Regions from separate parts of the Mus musculus genome. Here region 2 is linked to region 1. Evidence: chromatin contacts called from public Hi-C data. All regions are on one chromosome and are shown on one strand. The core of a region is the stretch at or near the end of the contact, and the rest is flanking DNA. Distances in the headings are between cores, read along the strand shown. Region 1 has its middle 18 kb from the start of Ubac1. Region 2 has its middle 9.9 kb from the start of Egfl7.

What was found. Hi-C and Micro-C count contacts between places; a contact is called where the count stands out from the background.
Region 2: a contact with region 1 is called in a Hi-C map of cerebellum, with 1.7 times the contacts expected there. The contact joins two enhancer-like sites. A contact is called at or near these places in 10 of 484 Hi-C or Micro-C datasets (the G1E-ER4 cell line, the N1E-115 cell line, cerebellum and 3 more).

The regions. Positions count from the first base shown.
Region 1 is chr2:26,038,207-26,042,284 of GRCm38.p6, reverse strand. No RefSeq gene overlaps it. Among named protein-coding and RNA genes, the nearest start is that of Ubac1, 18 kb to the right of the region's middle. Within about 2 kb of position 2,109, at least 37 of the 459 cell types and tissues checked have an H3K27ac peak or open chromatin away from gene starts, as enhancers often do. A contact at or near this core is called in cerebellum, where this site is marked.
Region 2 is chr2:26,571,931-26,576,008 of GRCm38.p6, reverse strand. No RefSeq gene overlaps it. Among named protein-coding and RNA genes, the nearest start is that of Egfl7, 9.9 kb to the left of the region's middle. Within about 2 kb of position 2,413, at least 63 of the 459 cell types and tissues checked have an H3K27ac peak or open chromatin away from gene starts, as enhancers often do. A contact at or near this core is called in cerebellum, where this site is marked.

The DNA.
Region 1 (4,078 bases), core at 860-3,359:
GATACTTTAAACTCAGGATTCCACACAAACATTAAATTTAGATTTAGTATGACAGCCGTTATATGGAAATTAAAGAGTCTGGATATTTGTGAATATTGGTGTCTGACAATTCCATCCTGCTGAGGTGCTCCACATACCAAGTGGATAGAGGACCTCCTCCCAACCCCCAAGGCCAGCTTGCTCACCCTTCACTCTCCCAATCTCTCTTCTCCTTTCCCCTCTTCCCTTTTCTTCCTTCTCCCTCCATCCTGTGCTCAGAGACAAAGGCCAGTCAGAGCGGCTCGTGCTGCCCTGGTATACATCATGGGGTCCTCCCGAGGCTTCTCTTTCCCCGCTCAGGTAGGACCTGTCTAAGCAGCTCACACTAGAAGAGGAAGTCCTACTGACAGGAGTACCTGGCCTAGGAGGAGCCTGGGGGACTCCCTGGCCACTAGGCCTTGGGGACAATCAGAAATCTTCCCCGAGCAGGGTGCAGAAGTGCTTCAGGGTCTCTCTCTCTCTTGCCGGCCTCCTGCAGTCTTCCTCTCCACAGGCCTGCCCAACCTGTGGGGGAAGGGCGGATTCCTGGAGCTGCTCCCACTGCCCCACCGGCCAGCCCACTTCAGCCTCTCCTCCATTTCCCCTCACACCAGACCAGGAGACTGCTAAGTGCTTGGGCGATCTTATGCCCTCAATAAATCTAATCATTCAGTCCCTCCAGGAAAAGGAGGAGCCTCAGTCTCTAGCTGGACAATCATCGGCTCTCCCCACAAGGCGGCTGCGTTCCTACCACACTTCCTGTAACGGGCATTTGTGCTATTAATAATCAATCTGGTGGATGTTTATCACCTCTTTCTGGGGAACTCAGTGGCCTCCACAGAGGTTGGCAGGTGCCTGGGACCTGTAGATCTGTGGTACTGGGTGGCCCTGAGAGTTAGTGGCCTCCCTGTGCATGACTAACAAAGCAGCCACGTATATCTCTGGCCTGGATAGGAGCCGCACCAGTCAAGGTGAAGCCTCTCTTGAATGCAGCATCGTGGATTGCTGAGATCAGACGGACAAGGATGGAATGGGATGGCCTGAGCCCAAAGCTAGGGTCCGCTTGGAGAGGTTGTGCAGGCCAAGGCTCACATGTGCAAGGCGTGATCCTCATAACCTTCATTTCATGTTCTCTGCATTTAAATAAAGGGAACGCTTGCCTGGCACGTGTGAAGGCTTGGGTTTGATTCCCAACACCGCAGAAAAATCATAACAGCGACATTGATGACTATCATTTCAGTACCATACCCTGCTGGAAGCACAGCTTCCAAAACCCCAGGAGTCCAAAGATTCTACCTATTGTCTGAAAGTAGTTTAATTTATGGGCAGCCTGTAGGCAGCCAGATTAGGGGACCCAATCTTTGGAGCTGAGACAGCCCCGATGGGAGTGGGACTAGGTCTCTGGTAGGAGCTGTCCAGGAGGGTGGTTTGCCTAACAGAATCCTCCACCAGTTCCTCTCTATTGCCTCCTGCCTCAGGGCTCTCCTTTTCTGTTCTATGCTCCTCTCTCTACCTCATCTCCTGCAGAGCTCCTAAAATGGGCTCCCTGGGCCTTAGGGTGCATGGGCATGGGGTGTCAGAAACACTGATTCAGTGGGTGAGACCCAGGAAAGTACATACATGTCAGCCCAGACACATGGGAACCAAAGCACTCAGGTCCCTTCCTTGAGGGGGACAGGATAATGGGTCTCCTCTGGTCACTGTTATAAGGCCAGCGGTTCCTCAAAGAGAGCCCAGACAAAGTGTGATGGTCAGGAGAGCAATCCCCCTAAAACACAGAAGGGAGGGTAAAGGGTCACCTTAGCCCCATCAACCTTCCTGGTTCATAGCCTTGAGACAGGAAGCTGGGTTTCTGGGTGCCAGTCTTAGATCCAGGACCCAGAGACCAAGTCAGATCCAGATAGGGCCAGTAGATACTAAGGGCCTCCCAAAAGGCTCCAGTCACCCTAAAACAGCCCTCTACATCTCCTGTTCCCTGCCCCCTCCTAGTTTCTGTGGGCACGATGCACTCCTCTGTTTACCCAGGGCAATTTCAGCTGCGAAGCTGTCGGCGGCAGTCTGCAAACAGCCCCCAACGCTGCCTGCCAAGCGCCGCCAGCCGCCAGCTTGCTTCGCAGGCGGTTCGCACAAGCTGCCCGGCCTGGCACCAGGCTGTTAGCTGGCCTCCCCCAGGAGCTGGCAGTATTCCAAGGTGTCATCCCTTAGTGTCCTCATCGGCTTCTCTCCAGCCACCTTTGCTGCAGCCCCTGGGTACTCCTGGATCCGGAGGAAACAGGGGATTCCAGGGTTCAGTGACACCTCAGGAGTGATCCAGGAGCTCTGGGGAGATGGTAACCTTGAAATCCCTCAGGACCCTAGTTAGGGATATACAGTACCACTGAGACTTGGGTATGGGTCACCCATGTAGTACCTCATGTCCAGGCAGGAACTGGCATCCTCTAAATTGTCTCTGGGAATCACCCGAGGCTGGAGACCTGACTATCCTCAGGTCTTCTTATGAATCTGATGGCCGATCAGTTACAAGTTCATTCAGCAGCATGGAGACATCTCCTTTTTAACCCTAAAGATGCTGGATACCAGAATTCACTCAGGCTAGAAGAGCAGCCATACACCTGGACTCTCCTCAGTCTAAACTTCCTGGCTCTAGGCATGTGTGAGGGTGGTAGACTCTCATCACTGGGGAAAGTATTGGGAGAAGATGCCGAGCTCCTGTTTGCTCCAGTGTTGGCCCTAGTTCATCCTTGTGAATGAGAGGAGTTGCTAGGGCCACACCTCAGTCAGCTCTGTTTCATGCTGCCTCTCAAGATCCCAGAACTCAGGTCCCACTGGCTTTCTGTCAGCCTAGACCTACATTGCCAGGCCTCCTTTTGTGGGATAACGATGTTAGAGCCTCCAACACCTTTCCAGTCCTGGCACTCTCAGAGACCCCCCAGTTTCAGTACACTGCACCCCCCACTTCATCTCTGAGCTCAGACAGCCCTCTTTTGCCTGCTTCACTGAGGCCAATGCCAGGTCCCAGGCTCCCTTGAAGGTAGGGAACGGCAAGCCTGGCCTTTGGACAGGGCTGCATCTCTTAAGATTAATAATCCTGCTGTGTCATGGCCTCATAATTAAGTGCTTGTTCATCCCCATTATCATCAGAATGATTTGTTGGTCTCTGAGTAATAAAAGTCCACCTGCTGAGGCAGGAGCCTGCAGGCATCTCTGCTAGAATCCTTGAGGGAGACTGCCACCTTCACCTACAGGAGGCTGCCAGAGGGACGGGATGGAGTGCCCACCTCTGGGACTGCTGTCTTAGCTTTCCAAATGTGTTGTGGCTTAGACTTAACCCTGGGACTCCCTTACTGTACTCAGGAGCTGCCTGAAGCTAGGGCTGGCCTGACCTCGAGCATATATATGGTCTAGTAGACCCCACTGGACAACTTCAGGGCTCAGAGATGCTGCAAAGCAAGTGTGGATGACCCCAGAGTGCTGTGTTCCTGCTTGCACACACATTCACACGAATGTGCACACACACGGGCATACACCTATCTCCAGGTCTTGGTCCTTGGCTTCTTCTCTCTCCTGCTTCACTGCCTTCATCATCATGAAGTGAAACAGATCCTGTCTACCACTTCCGAGAAGCGGAGCTGTACTGAGGGGTGGTGGAGCTGCAATGTGCAGCCAGTCTCCAGGATTTGCACCCCCAACCCCCAAGTGGCAAGAGAAGAGTATCTGCCTCTGATTAACAAGCCGAGGTGAGGCTGCTAGCTACAGAGGTCACCCTTTCCCATTCCTACCGATTCCACTTTAGCTGACTGTTGCCAACAGGAAAGAGGGGTTCGCTTTCTGCATCCTATGTATTCCCTATGGATAAGGAAAAAACCTGCCCACCTGGAACTTAGAGCTGCCTGTGTTTGTGGGCCAGTGTTAGTACTTAGCTGAACACTAGAAAGGTGTTAGGGCAAGTCAGGCACCCTGTAACCATGTGTAGTTCCTGCAGCCACAATTCACAATGGATACACAAAGACTGATGTATTTTACTTGGGGCTTTTTTCAAGTTAGGCCTAAAAATACATAG
Region 2 (4,078 bases), core at 1,164-3,663, 530 kb before region 1:
GCTGGTAGAAAGTTGCTTGAAGGGCTGATTAGCTCTGGGGTGCAACTGGTGATCAGGGAATCCAAGGAGCTATCCGGCCCTCCAAGCTGTCTTTAAGGGGCCTTCCTGCTGTGTGTCCAGGCCACATGTGGAAACCACTGTATGGAGACCTGAGAGAGTATTCAGAAGCAGGCTACTGAGCTCAGAGAGGACCCTCAAGCTTGTCCTGGATTCCTCTAAGTCTCTGTTCTGAACTAGAAGCCCCTAGCCATCAGGACAGGGGCTAATTTTAGAGAAACAGCATCCACACCACCTCCAGAGCTCTGCCCACACTGCTGCTGTGTCTTAGAAATGGCCACTGCTCCAGCCTCACAAGTCACTGACAGACAGAGCCCAGGTCACAGCCCAGCAAGGCCTTTGGTTCCTGCCCTGTCCCTGGAGAGGGTGTAGTGGGAGATACAGCTGCTTATCTCCCACTTATCTGCTTATCTTATCTTAGTAGGAGTACTTCCTACTAAGAGAAGCCCCCCAGCCTGTGCCCAGAAGGTGGCTGGAAAGCGCTACTCCAGGACAGGGACTGCTTGTCTCTGTCTTCTTTTTAAATGAAAATTAGAATCAATATTTGTTTGTTGAGAGGACTGTGAAGTAGTTTGGAGTCTTCAGAAGAGACATCTGGATCAATGTTCACAAGCATAAAAAATGTTGCCCCCAAACCTGGCATTTGTGGGGCAGTGGTGCCAGTCACACACAGCTTGATGACAGACAGGAGGTCCTGAATGAAGGCTGAAAGGCAGTAAGCTCCATCCAGGCCACTGCCCAGTCTCCAACACGGTCAGAGGGGCCAGCCTGCCGATCAGCAGAGGATTTTAAGAGGTCTTATGCTTTGTTTTGGGTCTGCTTTCGGTTCACAGCACAACTGACTGAGCCAAGTGGAAAGATTTCTTTGTGTCTGCCCCTCACCACAGGACCTCGGCCATCACAATTGGGAATTTGCCTTGTGCTCGTAGATTGATTAGGGGCTGAGCATTGTTGGGGTTTGGACAAGTGTGATGATGTATATCCACTTCAGGGCTTTCTCTAGTAGCCCTGGCTGCCATGGAGTTCTCTCACCCAAGAGCAGCAAGCAGCAGGTTCCAGCCCTGGCCTGTTGGGCTTGGGGAATCCACCACCATGGACCTATTGTGAGACATTTTTCTGTTCCACAGAAGCACCCCATGCCCCACACAGTCCTAAGGAAACCCCTGAAAAGTCTCCACTGTTCCCTGGATCTCCATGACCCTGGAGCTGTCCAAAAACAAGGGCTCTTCATCACCTTTGAGATGTCGCATGCCATGAGAGAGTCCCTGCTTGGTCCCTTTTCCTTCTCAGTGGGACCCTGTGGGTTGAGGGGCCACTATTCTCCAAAACCACGTATGAAAAGGAAGAGTCTTGTGGTTAGGGATGTGACTCGGTTGGTAGACTGCTTGCCTAGTGAGCATGAAGCCCTGGCTTCCAACTCTGGCACTGCGGAGCAACATATTTGAAATGCCAGTGTTTGGGAGGAGGCAGGAGGATGAGGAAGTTCAAAGGACTCATGACAGACACCCTGTCTCAACAAGAATAAAACAACTCCAATTTCTAAAAATTACCAGACCTTCCAGCAACTCTGCTCCCAGGTAGCCTCCAAAAAGATTGGAAGTGAATTTTACATGGTCTGGATTAGGATTTACAATATCGGGGAGGAGAGCACCACGTTTGGGTGATAAGCAGTGTGTAGCAGAATCAGAACAAAGAACGTTAGTTCAAGCTGGGTGGGTGGTCAGAGCACGGCTTGTAGAGCATGCACGGGGCTCTGGCTTCAACTCCGAGGGGGGGGGGAGTGGGGAGAGAGAGAGGGAGGGAGGGAAAGAGGGAGAGAGGGAGAGGGAGGGAGAGAGAGAAGGAGAGAGGGAGAGAGAGGGAGAGAAAGGGAGAGAGAGGGAGAGAAAGAAACGGAGTTCTGGTTTATGCTATAATATGGGAGAATTGCCCAGGAAACACCCAGGGGAGGAAGCCAGTGATGTAGGGCACACACATGTACCTGGAGTGTCCAGTGTAGGAAACATAAATAGCTTCTCAGTCGTCACAGTAGTCATGGGGGGAAATGTCAGCTTGAAGGAAGACAAGGTTTTGGAACGAGTGACTATTCAATCACATTGTGAGTACATTTATTCAGCTAAAAGGCACTTAAAGATGGTAAAAGCATCCTGGAAGGAGTGTGGGCTCCTCTAGACATCATAGGAGAAGCACTGTGAGGTCAGCAGCCCCCTTAAAGGGTGTGGGAAAGAACACGAGGTCAGAGTTGGAAGGGACATCCACCCTCCCGTGTTCACTGCAGAACTATAAGAGCGGCCAGAGCAGCTGTCAGCCCAACGGTCCATGCACGACAGATGGGGGAGGACCCACACTTGCATTGGAGCATTGCCCAGAAGAGAGAAAGCCCGTCACTCACACCAGCAGAGTTGGCCAGGCAGGGGAGACAGTTCTGTGACCTCGCTCACGCAGAGCCTGAGAGTAGATCCCTCACAGTGGCTGCAGTTGCCAAAGTGGTCACTCAGCAACCAGTCACGTAGTGACCGCATGATGGCCGTGCAGCAATCATACGTCATACAGTGACTACATAGTGACTGCAAGGACTGTGTAGTGATCACATGATAATCTCCATAGCCATAGTGACCACATACTGACAGTGACCATGTTGTCACCACAGTGACCACTCAATGAGTGACCACACAGTCCATTGAGCATGTAGTGAGCACATAATGACTGGGTAGTGATCATGACCTATATTGGTGATCCCATTACCACCCAAAGACCAGGTGAGACCACATAATGACCACCAAGTGACCACCCTGACTATACAGTGGCCACACAGTAACTGCCAAGTGACCACAATAACCACAAAAGTCAACACAGGAGCCACCAATGACCACAGAGTGACCACCACCCTCCAATGATCACGAAATGATCAACTATGCAGTGACCACACAATGATCATCCAATGGTCACAGTGATCACAGAATTTCAACAACACAGTGACTGCCAAGTGACCATAGTAATCACCAGCAGTCATAGCAATCATGCAAAGACCACGACTACAATGACCACGTAATGACCCCTAGTAACCTCCCATTGAACACAGTAACCCATCTCATGTATGGCCACTGTAGTTACTGGTCACTGCATGGGGTCTGTGAGTTCACTATGTGTTCCTTGTGGCCACTGTGTCACTGACGTCCACAGTATGGCCACTGTAGTTGGTGTGGTCATAGGCAGTCAGTAATTATTGTGAAGCTATTCTGAGGCCCTTCTGACAACTCAGTACCCACTGAGTGGTCACTACTGGCAACTAGATTGTCATTGGGTGGTCACTATGATGGCTAGATGGTCACAAAGGGATCACAATGTAATCACTGATGTTACTGGGTAGGCTCTAGGTGGTCACTGCTTGGTCACTGAGTACTGTGAGGACCATGGGGGCAAGAATGCCAATCCCTCAATCAGTCATTGGGCTGGAGTGGAGTGTCACGGAAGACAGACAGAAAGAGCAGCCTAGGGGCTGCTGTTAGGCCAATGCCTCTTTGGGTCCCCAGGCTAGAAAGCCACAGAGGGACCCTGGAGTAGAGTCAGACACAGGAGTGCCAGGATTCCTAATGTTGTCAGGGCAAGTGAGAGTGAGAGGGCTGTCCATCTCCCATACCCTACCCCACCCAAGAGGAGGACACAGAGCCCTGGTGTAGGCCTTATGCTCTCCGTGGGCCTGGGCAGCACCTATGTGCTGGTCCCAGAAGTTGCTGTGCCTGGGGATTCAAATTCTCTAGGACCACAGGCTGAGAGATGCAAAGGGAAGAGAGAAACAGGCAGGCCCCAGTCCTCCCGCCCTGGCAGACATGAGCAGGAAAGGCTGGTGGGGCTGGGACAAAAGGCGGACGTGCAGAGGGCCATGTGTGCCTTATCAGGGCCTGCACTTGCTCCCCCTGGCCCAAGAGGAAATGCTGCTCTACTTTGCCCGCCTTCCTGTCTGTCCCCTATGCTACCAGGGGCAGGAGAAAGGGGAGGCCTGTGAGGGGACCAACACCTA